Linked DNA regions of Mus musculus: region 2 is linked to region 1. The links are chromatin contacts, called in public HiChIP or PLAC-seq maps. All regions are on one chromosome and are shown on one strand. The core of a region is the stretch at or near the end of the contact, and the rest is flanking DNA. Distances in the headings are between cores, read along the strand shown.

What was found. HiChIP or PLAC-seq counts read pairs in DNA pulled down with a chosen protein or histone mark.
Region 2: an H3K27ac HiChIP or PLAC-seq map of stem cell-derived neural progenitor cells shows a contact between it and region 1, with 4 times the contacts expected there. The contact joins the promoter of Fhl3 here to the promoter of Rhbdl2 in region 1. A contact is called at or near these places in 2 of 39 promoter capture datasets (embryonic stem cells and hippocampal neurons) and 2 of 115 datasets of contacts at active chromatin or transcription factors (astrocytes and stem cell-derived neural progenitor cells).

Annotation. Positions count from the first base shown.
Region 1 is chr4:123,785,149-123,792,501 of GRCm38.p6, reverse strand. Rhbdl2 (rhomboid like 2) reads right to left here and starts at 4,627. Exons shown (of 8, transcript NM_183163.2): 1 at 4,531-4,627.
Region 2 is chr4:124,698,912-124,706,257 of GRCm38.p6, reverse strand. Fhl3 (four and a half LIM domains 3) reads right to left here and starts at 5,559. Exons shown (of 6, transcript NM_010213.3): 1 at 5,407-5,559; 2 at 469-645; 3 at 200-374. The coding sequence starts at 624.

The DNA of each region.
Region 1 (7,353 bases), core at 3,378-5,877:
CCAAATGTTTTGTCCCTGAATCCCATAGGAACACCCCCTGCCTGCATTAAACCTCTTGGTGCTTCAGGAACTTCATCTGTAAAAGAATTATATGAAATTGAGCATTGATAGCACATTCCTTTAATCCCAGCACTTGGTGGCTGAGGCAGGTGGATCTCTGTGAGTTTGATGCCAGCCTGGTCTACAGAGCAAGTTCCAGGACAGCCAGTGCAGTTACACAGAGAAACCCTGTTTCAACCCCCCCCCCCCACACACACACACCCCAAAAGAGGACTGTGTGATGGTTGATACTGTCAACTTGACAGGACCTAGAGACACCAAAGACAAGCTTCTGGGCTTGCCTGTAAGAGATTCTCTTGCTTAGTAAATAGAGATAGGAAGTTCCAACCTGACTTTGTGCCACCATTCCTTTGGCAAGGATCCCAGACAAAATTTAAAAAGCAGCTCATATTAGACCAAGCCGGCCTCAAATTTCTTAAGATCTTGAGTTTTCAATCCTCCTGCCTCCACTCCCCTAATGTACCACCATGCCCAGTTTATGCAATGCTGGGGATTGAACTCAGGGCTTCATATTCATGCCCGTGTATACTAGGCAAGGAAGGAAGGGAAGGAGGGAGCGAGAGAGGGAGGAAGAGATAATTGGAGATCGAGTAAGAACAAACAAGAGTGATTTGGTGAATAGATGGAAGGGGCCACACCTTACTACAAATGTATAGTACTGGGATGGCGAGATGGCTCAGCGGTTAAGAGCACCGACTGCTCTTCTGAAGGTCCTGAGTTCAAATCCCAGCAACCACATGGTGGCTCACAACCACCCGTAACGAGATCTGATACCCTCTTCTGGTGTGTCCGAAGACAGCTACAGTGTACTTACATAAAAAAAATATATAGTACTGATTTTACTTAAGTCTACTCATTCATAGTAATTATGAGCTGTACACTATTCTAAGGATTTTCACAGAAAAATAGCTTATTTAATACTCAGACCAAACCTGTGCTGGCTAGTCTTATGTCAACTTGGCACAAGCTAGTTATCTGAAAGGAGAGAACACAAATTCAGAAAATGCCTCCATAAGATCTGGCTGTAAGGCATTTCCTTAATTAGTGATTGATGGGGAGGGCCCTGCTCATTGTGGGTGGTGCCAGCTCTGGGCTGGTGGTCCTGGGTTCTATAAGAAAGCAGGCTGAGCAAGCCAGTGAGCAGCACCCCTCCATGGCCTCTGCATCAGCTCCTGCCTCCAGGTTCCTGCCCTGTTTGAGTTCCTGTCCTGACTTCCTTCAGTGATGAACAGCTTTATGGAAATATAAGCCGAATAAACCCTTTCCTTCCCAACTTGTTTTTTGGTGATGGTGTTTGATTGCAGCACTAGAAACCCCAGCTAAGACAGGATTCTTACTGCCTGTACTAGTGACTTGCTGTGATAAAATACCTAGCAAAGCAACTTAAAGGAGAAAATGTTTCTCTTGTCACAGTCTGAGAGTTCAGACCCTCATGGCCAGAAGCCATGACAACAGGAGCTAGAAGTACTTGATCACACTGAATCTCCAGTCGGGAACAGTGAGTGACACAGACATTGTGGCTACTCACTGCTGAAGTTATCTGGCTACCCAGAGGGCCCCAGGGATCCTCCTGTCTCCACCCACTAGAGCTGAGTTAGGATAACAATTATGTGGTATCACATGAAGCTTTTAGAGTCCGAGAGATCAATCCCACACGTGTGCAGCCTACACTTTGCCAACTGTCTCCACAGCCTCAGTCTTGTGTACCAGAAGCTGGTCTCAAACTTAGTATACAACTGAGGCTGTGGCCTTGGCATTGATCGTCTTGTATCCACCTCCTGGGTGCACTCCCCCAAATACACCCTGTACTGTGACCACACTGAGCCAGAGCTGGCCAGGTTCCCCTTCTCCAGTTGGTCTCCTCGTGAGTTCTGCCCTCCGTGGAACATCTTCCCTCCCAATTTGTTGTCCCAGTTTGAGTCCCTTTACATCTCTCCTTCACTGTGGATGTGTCAGAGCCACACTGCATGGTGGAAGTGAAGGGCCCTCTAATGTGGCTCACCAACCTCTGCTGTGTCCGGGATGCTTTCTTTGCAGACTGTGGGCATCCTTAAGTACAAGACTTCTGTTGTAGCCATTTTGCATCCTTATTGCACAGTCTAAGGAATGCACAATTGGATATTGCTTAGCTTCATCTACTCACAAAAGACTCACTGACGGAGCATTTTTATAGCAAGAGCATAGAAGGTACACTGTTTATGTAACAGTGCAGACACTATCTGGACCCTTGGTTTTGTTCACTTGAGACAGGGTCTTGCTGTGCAGCCCTAGCTGGTCTAGTATTTACTATGTACCTCAAGGCAGCCTCAAACTCACAAAATCCTCCTGCAGCCACCTCCCAGTGCAGGAACTACAGGCATGAATCATCAAGCCAGACTAATTACCCCCCTTTGGGGTCCTTTAGGTCTCCTAGGACAGATAGAGCACATGAATGAATGAATGAATGAATGAATGAATGAGGAACAACTACAAGCATGTCTCCTGCCACCTGAGTGAAACAGCTCAGAACAGAAGTGATTATGACGCCTCCCTCTCTGTCCTCTATACAGAGACTTTGAAAGACTTCAGGGACTGAGCAGACAGCGTGAATTCTGATCCACAAACCTGAATCCTGGATCCATTATGTATTGGCCTTAGGGAAAGCCTATGGGGATGAGAGTAATATAGCAGAGTTTCGATGCAATGAATCTTTGTGTTTGGTTGGTTTGGTATCTGAGGCAACGTCTCTCTGTGCAGCCCAGACTGGCCTTGAACTCCGCCTCCTGAATGATGAGATTACAGATACCCACAAGCCCAAGACCACGCACTGAAGATGGCTAAGTGCCAGATCCAACTGGGACTGAGGGACGAGAGGCAATCACCACTTGTTGGGGAAGGGGTGTCACTTTCTTCTGTAGTGTGTCATAGATAATTGGTCTTTTTGACACTAAATAAACCCCACCCCCACTCAGCAAATAACTGAACTCAGGAAGCCACACACTTGATGTAAAAGGGACATTCACTGACAAGAATACCAGTGGGAGGAAGGGGGGTAGGGTGTGTGAAACTGGCTAAAATATATTTCATTAATGTTCAAAATTGTCAACAAATATTTAATGGGGAAGGAAGGCTGGGAGTGATAGCATATTGGGAAGGCAGAGGCAGGAGGATCTCTGGAAGTTCAAGGCTAGTCTAGTTTACACAGTGAGTTCTGCCAGCCCAGATAACATAGTGAGACCCTCTTCCAAAAAGAAGTAATAAAATAGAATCTTCTTAAGTATGGAAGGAGAATAATGTCTCTGACAGATCTCAAGTCAGAAACGGCATCACCGTCTGGTCCCAGCCCTGGTCCAGGGTTTGTACATCCAGCCAGAGGCCCGTCTCCTTCCTTCACATCTCTGGCCTCCCACTCCCTAGAGCACCTGCCTCCACTACTCAGTTCAATTTACAAGCCACCTAGACACTGTCAAGGCCAGGGTTTGTCTTCTCTATCTTTACAAGCTTACTGCAAGGAAGGTGCCAGTTAGGGAGGGGCAAAGAAGAAGAAAGCACAGATGTTTATCCAGGCCCCACTGTGAGCTGACCACCCAGCCTGCCCTGGATTCACATAGTTCCTTATTATCTTTAAAAAACAAACAAACAAACAAATCCAGGCCCTTACAGATGAGGATGCTGAAGTCCAGGAAGTAAAGAGGAAATGAAGGGTCAGCAGTCCAGGTTTGTAACTCCTGCCATGCCCCGCTGCCTGCCTGTCAGCTTGTAGATACGTGTGGATAAATTTCAACTTTTTTATTCACAGCAGGAAGGACATGTTCCTCCCTTCAGACAACTGATGTGTGTGCTCAACTAATGAGTAAACAAATGGCCAAGAATAAAAGACCGATTGCTTGAGGTAAATCCCTTAGGTGCCCATAGCAGGAAGGAGGAAGTCACAGCAGAGCTGCCGTGTTGGAAGAGCTGAAACCTCTACCTGCCAATCTCCAGGGCAGAGGAGGTAGAGGCTGGGGAAGCCCAGGTAGTTTCTGGCTCAGATGGTGATACAGACGATTACCAGTTCAGTTATAGGTGTGGCTGACATGTCTCACACACACACACACGCACACGCACACGCATACGCACACACACATACACCACCATTCCTCCCGCCCAAAACAAAAATAAAAATAAGCCCTGGGAGTCTGAGGATGCTGGGGAGAAAGTAATGAAACAGTGCTTGCTTGAACCTTGCAGCGAGGTGGCAGGATTAAACTCCCAGGTCGGCTCTCCTTCCACTTCCAGGGCGCTGCCAACTTTGAAAAGTTTCAGAACCCGAAGCAGACATTCTAGGTTCTTCCGGAAGGTTGACTCTGGAAGCATTAATCTTCCTTCCCCTCGCTGACGGTCAGCAGGTTTAGGGAGCTACCTAGAATTTCTGCCACCAGCTTCCTGCTTCAGCATTCGGCCTCCCACCGCCTTCCTCCCCCCATCCCCCAATCCACCCCTGCACCTTACCTGGGGAGGCCGAGGCACAGTGGTCCCACACTGCAGTCGGATCTTGCACTTCAAGCAGCCAACGGAGCTGCCTGGAGGCCCGAGCCGCAGCCTGCCAGGCTCTCCTCCCGCCCTCCCAGAACTAAAATTGTCCAGACAGGTTCCCAAGGAGGAGGGAGCCAGAGGAAATCCCCTCCCCTGGTGGCCTGGCCTAAGCCGGGCCAGCCTGCTAGGCAGTCTTCCCTGGGTTGGCCCTGGATGAATGAGTCCTGGCCTCCTCCTACTTGGGTCTGTGCCAGGGAGCCTGTGACAGCCACCCTGCTCCTTCTCCTGGGCTATTCATGGCTCCTCCTTGTCCTGCCGTCCTGTATGTGACTGAGTCCCACGTGTTGTGTTGGTTCTCAGGTCGGCCTCTGGGAAAGGTCTGCTCTGGTAGGTCTCAGTTACTTTCCATGGGATTGTCCTGGATCACACTCTAGTGTGCCCCAGGCCTGGTACTTTACAACAACTGAGTAATTTGATAGCCTGGTCACAAGCTCCTAGGCTCTGCACACAAACTGGATGTACCTTAGCCCCTGTACAATGGGTTTGCCAGTCTCTGATTAGCCATTCAAAGTGTGCCAGGTCCTGAGAGCAGAAAAGTAGGTTAACCTGGTGCCTACCCTCCTGTACTGGCAAGCCAAAGAATAAAGTCTGCCACTAAAGGTTTGCCTAAGATCCTGGCAGCATGATCAGGGAGGACTTCCCTGCGTAGGACAGTTCTAGGGAAAAAAAATTTCGGAGATAGCATAGAGGATAAGCAAGCCACTCAAGTTCAGAACTATGAGCAAGGAGTATCATGCCAGGAAGGGCCTTACAAGGCTTGCCGAGAAATATTCAGACTTTACACTATAGACATGGAAGGACTCAGAGAGAGCTTAAACATGAAGTCAGACTCAGAGTGTGTTTATTTTCTGTGCTGGGGATAGAACCAATGGGCAACTGCCCTACCACTGAACTAGACCCTCAACTTCAAGTGACATTTATGTGTACAGGTTTGAACCTGCTTACCTGTATATGGACTCTGTGTGTGTGTGTGTGTGTGTGTGTGTGTGTGTGTGTGTGTGTGTGTAATGTGCCTGCAAATGCCAGAGGCTGGAGGAAGATATTAAATTCTCTGGATAATGAATGCCTAATCCAAAGAACTGACCAGGGCTGTGTATAAAGGAAGGCACAGAGTAAGAGATGTTGTGAAGAGGAAGGTAGAATATGGTGGCACATGCCTATTGTCGTGAGGCATCCACCAGAGAAGAATGCTTGGACATGGGTTTAAGCCAATGCAAAGTCTTTATTAGCTGGCCAGCAACTACACTGGGTATTTGGGATCCCAGTGTAGCAATGAGCCTTTCTCGGGATGAAATTTTAAGCGCAAAAAAACCATATCCTGGGTTGACATACTTCTGTTAACAAGAGCAGTTAAGCTAAAAGTAGAACTACAGAAGAAAAAAAAAAGTTTGTACATTTAGAGACTGTCCACAGCTATGGACTTTGATGGACTAGATCTTCTTCTTTTTTTTTTTTTTTTTTTTTTGGCCAGTGGTGCTGGCTACATGCTGAGTTTTATGGCCCATCCGCCACTTCCATCATGGAGTCAGTTGTGTTAAGGTCTGGGGTCCTTTACACCTATTATCCTAACACTTAGGATATAGAGGCAGGAGGATCACAATTTTGAGGCAAACCTTGACTAAATAATAAGAGCTTGTCTCAAAAGAAAAAAGGAGCTAGGAGATAGAGCTCAGAGGTAAAGCAGTTGCTGAGCACAAGTGAGGCCCTGTGTTTAATGCACACCAATATAACAAAAAGAAAAGAAGCAAACAACAACAAAAAAAAAGTTAAAATTGTAGCTCTGGGGGTTGGAGAAGATGGCTCAGAGGTTAAGAGCACTGGCTGTTCTTCTAGAGGACCTGAGTTCAAGTCCCAGCAACCACATGGTGGCTCACAATCATCTGTACAGCTACAGTGTACTCATGTAGTGGCGATTCCTGGTTGTCAACTTGACTATATTTGGAATGAACTACAATCCAGAATTGGAAGGCTCACCAGTGACCCTTATCTGGAGGCTGAGAGATAGAAGTTTCTGATCTGGATCTTGGTATGGGGATCTTGAGGCATAGTGACTATGGATTCCAGAAGATTAAATCTCCGAGTTCAAGGTCATCTGGGATTAAAAGTGTGGTGGAACACACCTTTAATCTGGGCTACACCTTCTGCTGGAGACCATATAAGGACATTGAAAGAAGGGAGTCTCGCTCTCGCTCTTTCGCCTGCTTGCCTTGTGGGACTGAGTAACTGATAGATCCTTGGGCTTCCATTCACAGCCACTACTGAACCATTGTTGGGAATTGGACTGCAGATTGTAAGTCATCAATAAATTCCTTTACTATATAGAGACTATCCATAAGTTCTGTGACCCTAGAGAACCCTAACTAATACAACTCATATACATAAAATAAATGAATAAATCTTAAAAAACAAACAAACTCCACTTCAGAGAATTCAACGCCTTACTCTGGCCTTCACGGGCACCAGGTGTGCACAAAGTACACAGACATACATTCAGGCCAAACACCAACACACATAAAATAAATAAATAATATTGTAGCACCGATGAACTTAATGTGTAAGGGAAGAGTCTGGCTTGCTAGGATGAATCCCAGGTGTGATGTCAATTTTGGTTGCCAACTTGACTACATATCATTAAAACCCAAAAATGGCTCTGGATACCTGTGAGGGACCTTTGCTTCACTAAGTCATTTCTGCTGGAAGCCTGTATAAAGGACATGAAAGAAGGAAGCCTCTCTCTCT
Region 2 (7,346 bases), core at 4,310-6,809, 910 kb before region 1:
TATGTAGAGCTGAGTGTGCCAATCCCTGTGGTGCCTTAAGCTCTCAAGAGCACACATGCACAACAGTTCCACACACGTTCCAGGAACATACAGCGTGTGGAGGTCTCTACCCACATCAACCCCGCCCCCCCCCCCCATGCATGCATGAGACAGGCAGACGAAAAGACCTGACTCAGCAATTCCCAAGCCCGGGACGTACCAGGCATGACAGTCTCCCCGCAGGCAGAACACTGGGACGAGAAGGCTGTGCAGTAACACTCATTACACAGAAGCTCACTGTCCTGACAGGTGAAGGGCTCATCGGCAAGGGAGCGCTGGCATCGGCAGCAGCGGAAGCAGCCCTCGTGGAAGTGGCGGTCCTCATAGAACAGTTCCTTCGGGGAGACAGCACCCAGGCTGGTGGATTTATCTTTGGCCCTCTCCCACCAGCCTTCACCTACTCTCTCACCCGTTTGGTCCGGTCCTTACCCTTGAATCATGCCCAATGAGCTGCTGGCACTCAGCACAGGTGTTGGCGAAGGTGTTGTCATAGCACGGAACGCAGTAGGGGCCACTGTCTGTCTGGATGTATTTGCGGCCGTACAAGGACTCGTTGCATTTTGCACAGTCAAATGCCTCGCTCATGGTGGCGGTGCCCAGTGAGCCCTGTGAGGAAGATGGGCAGAGTTCACTTAGAAGGACTGCAGCACAGCTCTGGATAAAACCTCTTTGCATTAAAAAAAAAGGGGGGGGCATAGAAGATGCCAGGTCAGAGCATGTGGCGATGGGGAAGCGGAACTGCTCTGGGGACCCTAGAGTAGTCGGCAGTAGGCTCCATGTATGCTCGAATCTTCCATGTTTATTTTTATATTTGACTGTGAGGATAGGAAGAGGTCAGGAAAAAAACCAGGAAGCAGAAGTTGTTTTCTTATCTAGGCCCTGGCTGATCTGGGGGGAGGGGGCTTTTCCTGGGTCAGTGACTCATTTCCTGCCCTAGCCTAAGGTTTGCTTCAATTCTCTGGACTGTCCCTAGGGTGCCAAAGGCCAGGACAGAGGCCACCAACCCTACTGCATATAGACAGCATTCTCACCTCCTGCCTCCCAGGATAGGAGTCATAGGAGTTTAGATTAGGGGATATTTATCTAGACTTCCGATCTGGGGAGTTTTATGTGGAATGAGCTGTGTTCTGTGTGCTCCCCCCCCCCAACTTGCTACCGATGCAGGAAATAGTGGAGTGCTAGAGAGATGCTTGTCTGATGAATGGCGCTCGCTCCTCGTGCGAGAAGTCGGGCCTCCCCTCCCAGGAGAATCAGCCAAGCAGCAAGAACTTGCAAGGCTCAGCTTCGGTTCAGGCAGGAAGGAAACCCTGCAAGCTGGAGACAGCCAAACTTCCCCAGCTGGACCCTCATCCTCATCCCTACCACCTCTGCTGTGTCTCTGGTCACACCAACCCCGGGCAGTCTTGGCTGTGACAGCTGCTGCAGCTGTGGCAGCAGGAGGGCCAGATGTCAGCTTTTTGCCAGCCAGAGGGAGAAAAAAGGGAAAAAACTGAGATGCCCTGGGGGGTGGGGGGGAGAGGCAGAAGGCAAGAGGAGACACATGGACAGGGCAGTGTCCCCTGCCCACCTCCTGCCAGGTGCCTTTGCAAGCTCTGCAAAGCCCCCTAAATCTGGACAGGCAGCCTCTGCCCACCTTCCCTGATTTCTCAGAGTTTGAGGTCAGAGTAGTGAAAGCTGAGAAGGCAGGAGCCCCAGGAGCCCCAGTGGGGTCCCTTCTTAAGGGGGAGTAAGACAAGGGGAGTCCTGAGCACTGTCGCTGCAGACTCCCAGCCCCCCACCAAACCTCAGACACTTTCCATTTTCTCAGGAACAAAGCATGCTTGTGGGATGAGGTCACCAACACTGCCGCCTCTGGAACAGGAGCAAGAAGAATGGGGGGGCAGTGAAATGGGGTTCCCAGTCTCTTGTGCTGGCCAATTCCAGTCTCCCCCGGCCCCAAAGTCAGAGTTCTCCAGCTCCACCCTACTCCACTTTGAAGCAAGCTCTCAAAGGGCTGGGTAGTGAAGAAGATCCCCGCAGGGCCCACAGGGTGGGGATGCTGTCCTTGTCGCACAGGAGGCTGGAGGAAGTTAAAAGGGGTGGGGGGGATGCACAGAGGAACCTACCATCCCCCTTCTCCATGGCTGCCCTGGCTTAAGATGAAGGAAAGGCAACACACACTACACACACACATACACACACACACATACCCGCTCAGCAAATACAGGAAGTTCTCACCAAACACCTTGGTCTGCCTTAGAGTTCAGACTTCAGGCAGCAACAGATGTCCCAAACCTGAAGGGCTCACCTCTTTGTGGCTTATGAGTTTGAACTTTCCCTTCAACAAGGAGGGAGAACACCTGGTTCACACCCAAAGCAGGACATAAGGCGACCAAAGTGGGAGTCTTCAAAGTGGAGAGTCCTCAGGTAGCGGTCATGCTGAAGGGTGGAGAGAGCCCCTCCTTCTCTCTCCCCTGTCATTCAGGTCCTGGTTTCCTCTGGCCCAGCATCTGAGGACTGCCTGGGCTGTTAGCCACTGGACAACAGACAGCAACACAGGTGGCCTGTGGCCATGTGTCCACTTGTGAGCCCTTCCTTCCGGGCTTGGCTAGCAGGAGCGGCAGCAGCTACCTTCCCAGGCCCAGGCTGGCCCTGGATCCACCCCCTCAGAGCCAGTCACCACAATGAGATGAGGCACCCCAAATAGGGTATGGGTGTGTCTTCTGCTTCCTCCCAGAATCTCCCAGTCCCTATGTCTCTAATGAGGACAGAGTGAAGGGCACCAAGGCCCACTTGTCTCCTATCTCCTCCCAACCCCCCTTCCCCCCACAATGCCTGGCAAGGCTGGGGGACTAAAAGGGTGAGCTAGGAGACAGTTTGTATTCCTGGGAGCAGGTGGGGGGTGGGGGAGTGAGGGGGCTGGAGGGGTGGGGAGGTGAAGGGGTAGAGGAGTGGGGGGGTAGGAGGGTGTGGTTTAGAGAAGACAGTGGCTCTTCCAAATGACCCCAATCTGCTATTTCCACGAACACACATTATCTCCATACCTGACTTAAGTAAGACAGACAGACAGACAGACAGACAGACAGACACACACACACACACACACACACACACACACACACACACACACACACACAGGGCTGGAGAGATGGCTCAGCAGCTAAGAGCACTGACTGCTCTTCCAGAGGTCCTGAGTTCAAATCCCAGCAACCACATGGTGGCTCACAATCGCCCGTAATGAAATCTGATGCCCTCTTCTGGTGTGTCTGAAGTCAGCTACAGTGTACTTAAGATATAATAAATAAATATTAAAAAAAAAAAGACACACACACACACACACACACACAGAGTGAACTTCTCAGAGCTGAGTGGCAGGATATCTTTCTGTATGGTGTCCAGTGGATAACAGCTTGCTTGAGTCACAAAAAATACACCTGACTTGAAATCCTGTGACCTTGGGTATACAGTTTTCATTCCCTGAGAGTATAGGTGCAACCAGTTAAATGAGATACTATTACTACCTCCCTCTCCTAGGACAGCTGTCAAGCTAAAATGTGATAATCCCCATGACAGCTTCTGTAATAAGTCTGTAGTAAACGCTAATCACTGTAAGTAAACGCTAGTCACTTGTATTTTTACAACAAGCCCCTCAACTCCTACTGGAGCCAAACAGTGGTAGTCTCAGGTAGGCCCGAAGCAAGAGTTAACCTGGGATGTGACCTTGGGAGTCTTAGTGAAGTCTGAGGGAACCACTGGTACACATCGTAAGCTCTAGCCCAGCCAGTGGGATACCAGGGTGGGGTGGGGGGGACTTTAAAGACCTTAGAGATGGTTAGTTCCCAGGAGCACATACTTGCTAGATTCCTTGTCATCTACAAAATACACACCCCACGACCACTGCATCTCAGCTTACGAAAAGGAAGGACAGAGTATAGGTCCCCTTTAGAGCTCAGTACAAGATACCAGGGGCAGGCTAGGGGCATGGCCAAGGCTGTTCAGCAATTGGAGCAGAAGTGTCCTATCCATCAGAGGGGAACTCTGCCTAGAAATGCTTTGGTAGTGGTGGAAGGGGCAGTCATCCTTTGGGGGGGAGGGAGGGCGAACAGGAGATACACTAGAGCTGGCTGTCTTCCCCGGCTGCCAGCCTGCCATTGGAAGACACCCAGAAGTCTTTCCAATTACCCATGCCAACTGCTCAACCCTTTAGTATATCCCCCTTCCCCGCCTCCCGCAACCCCCCCCCCCCGCCCATCCCAAGTCCAGGAGGACCCTGGCCAGACCCCACAGCTGTAACTCAGAGAAGACCCCTCCCCCTTGACAAGAGACTTAGGGGAGAAATTAGAGCCCCCCCCCAACCAGGCACCAATCCCAAACTCTCCACTGCCCCTCTTCCCCACAGGGCCTGGAAGTCAAAGCAGTTTAGGGCGAAGGGAGCAGATCCTGCAGCTGCTCCGAGAACAGGAGAGGGACATTTCATTCACCCCAGAGTCCCCTAGGGCTGAAGCAGAGCGTCCAAGATTTGAGTTTAAAAATAAGTTGGCGCTGTCTTAGTGGCTGTGTGTGTATGGGGCTCTCTCTCTCTCTTCAGCTCAGCTTTACAGCCTCAGGTCCTCTGCCTCCTGGGGGATGGGCTGGCTAAGAGTCAATTTCCCCCTAGCCTTGCCTCCACCCTTTCAAGCCTGGGGCAGCTGTCAGTGAACACACTAGGTGTCTCTCCTCAGCGAACTCTAGCCTCCACTCCGTACCTCTCAGTACCCTTGAGCTTAGTCAGTACCCGTCTTTGTGTTTGGGTGAAGGTGTTCCTGTATCTCTGGAGCTGTGTCCCAGTAGGGCCTCCACTCTGGGGATCTCTATCCCTGTTCATATCCAAGTCTTGGTCTCTCTCGACGTCTCTATGTCTCTGACCTGAGAGTCTCTTTAGGCCTCCGGGAGGCAGATTTAGCGCTAGTCTAACAAGCTCCAGCCTCGGGGCCCTCCAAGGCCCTGGGAAGGGTGCTAGCAATGAGTTCCCTGGGGCCATACATTTGCTTCTTAAAATGCTCCCCAGAACCCGGGTCCCCGCCGTGCCTCGAGAAGTTCATCCGGCCATTCTCTGCCCTCGTTGGAGTGGTCCCGGTAGCCTCCTGGGGCGCGCGTCCTTGTCTGTTCTACCAGGCTCCCTAAGAGCCTCAGTTTCTCCAACCCTGCTGATCTCTGTAGCTTTTCTAGTTCAAACTTGGTCCCCACCCCTTGCAACTCTGGCGGTCCCCGCCCGGCCGGGAGGCGCGGAGCGGTGGGGTCCGTGCAGGCGCGTGGGGTCCCGAATTCGGGATGCCCCAGCAGAAGACAGGGGTGAGGGGCCCAGAGAGCGACCCTGGTCCGAGCGCAGCTGGGGCGGGGGACTCTCACCTCGAAGCGGGCGCGGGAGCTGGGCGCGCGCGGCGTGGGTGGGGCGGGAGCCGATCGCCCGGCGGCTCCTACCTGTGGGCCAGGCGGAGGGGGGCCGAGAGAGCAGCGGCGAGGTAGCCGGCTGCGACTGACTGTGTGGGCGAGTGGGCGCGCGGCCCTAAGCCTCCGAGGAAGTGCTCGGGCCCGCCCCGCCCGGACCCCGCCCCCGGGCCCCCAACCCGCCCGCAAGGGCCAGACCCCGCCCCCTCCTGCCTGCGGCGAGCCCAGCCCAGTCGAACCTGGTGCTCTGACCTCCTCGACCACTCCTTGCTCGCCCCCTGCAGCTTAACCCGCCTCCTGCGCCCTTCGGACCCCGGGGGACGGCTGGAAGCGATCTCAGGCCAGGGGTGCAGAGCTCCTAGGACTAGCTAGAGTCCATCTGGAGACCAGACCTCCCTTCCTCTTTTCCCTCTAGCTCATCCCCAGATGTTACACTAAACCTTAGCTTGGGAAGGAGGCCTTAATCCAGCCGGCTGGAGGCGTGGTTTTGATTCTGCCTTACCAGCGGAGATCAAGGTTTTTTTTTTTTTTCTAGAAACTTGGGCTAAAGAGAGCGAGCCTTTATCCTCCTCAATTTCAAAGGGCTTTATTCTATAAGCGACTGGCGAAAGCACAGGCAACAACCTCCCCATCCTCAACTGTGCCCTGGCACTGAGGTTTCTATAGTGCCCAGGAATAGTTTTGACCTTTGAGGCTCAGGGAGACCCTAATCCTCGGCCTCCCTGGCTTTGGGTTTCTCGAGAGGGTGTGTGAACAGTGCGAGTGGTTGGTGCAGGCAGGGGTGGTTAAGAAGGGAGGGAACTTGTGCAGTTTTTGATCCTCCAGCTTCTACCCTATTCCGGGAAGGGAGGACTAGTGTCTGCCAGGGACACGAGGCCCATCCAGGTCCTTGAGGCCACCCCCCTTGGGATCCTCAGGCTTGTCACTAGGAATAAATAGCCTTGATCTGGAGGGCGGGGTGGGGGTGGGGGAGCTCTGTTGTGCTGTTTGCAAAACAAGAGACAACAAACTAACCCTGGTAATAACCTTTGCGTCTCGGGGATGATTCAGATGTCCAGAGAGGCCCCCCCTAATTCAAGGCTGCATCCAGCCTTGCTAGCATTTTGGGGATTAAGACCCTTCAAGGCTGGTGTGGCGCCTTCCCTTCTGTATCAGGGGTCTGGTTGCTAGGTCCTAAGACAGCCTCTAGGCCAGGTTTTCTTTCAGAGTTAAAGGATTGCTTAAATGTTGTTGATTCTTAAATTGCAAATGCCACGAGGGCAGAGGTTGGGTCGGTTTTTTTTTTTTTTTTTTTTCACTACTGCATTCCCAGTATCTACTCCAGTGTTTGACCTGCAGTAAATGAGGGATGAATGTCACACACTGCTTTCATTTGGACCCCCTGCCACTCCCTGCCAGGCACCTACTATCAGACAGTCTGAGGGTGAGCCCTTCCTCTGGGACTTGTCTCCCAGGTCTAGGGAGCTCTATGTACAGGAATGCAGGAAACACTATCATTCCTGGTTGGAGTAGACAGCGAGAGGGGTCTGTCTGTCCTGACCTGAAGTGGGGACAATGGTGGGAAACTGTACTGTCTAGTTTTGTGTCAACTTGACACAATCTAGAGGTGTTTGTTTGTTTGTAAGGAGGAAACCTCAATTGAGAAATGCTTCCATAAGATCAGGATGTAAGAAAGCCTGTAGGGCATTTTTCTAATTAGTGATTGATGGAGGAAGAGCCAGCCCAGTGCCATGGTGGGTGGTGCCATCCCTGGGCTGGTGGTCCTGGATACCATAAGAAAGCAGACTGAGCAAGCCATGAGGAGCAAGCCAGTAAGCAGCACCCCTCCATGGTCTCCACATCAACTCCTGCCTCAAGGTCCCTGCCCTGTTTGTGTTCTTGTCCTGACATCCTTCAGTGAT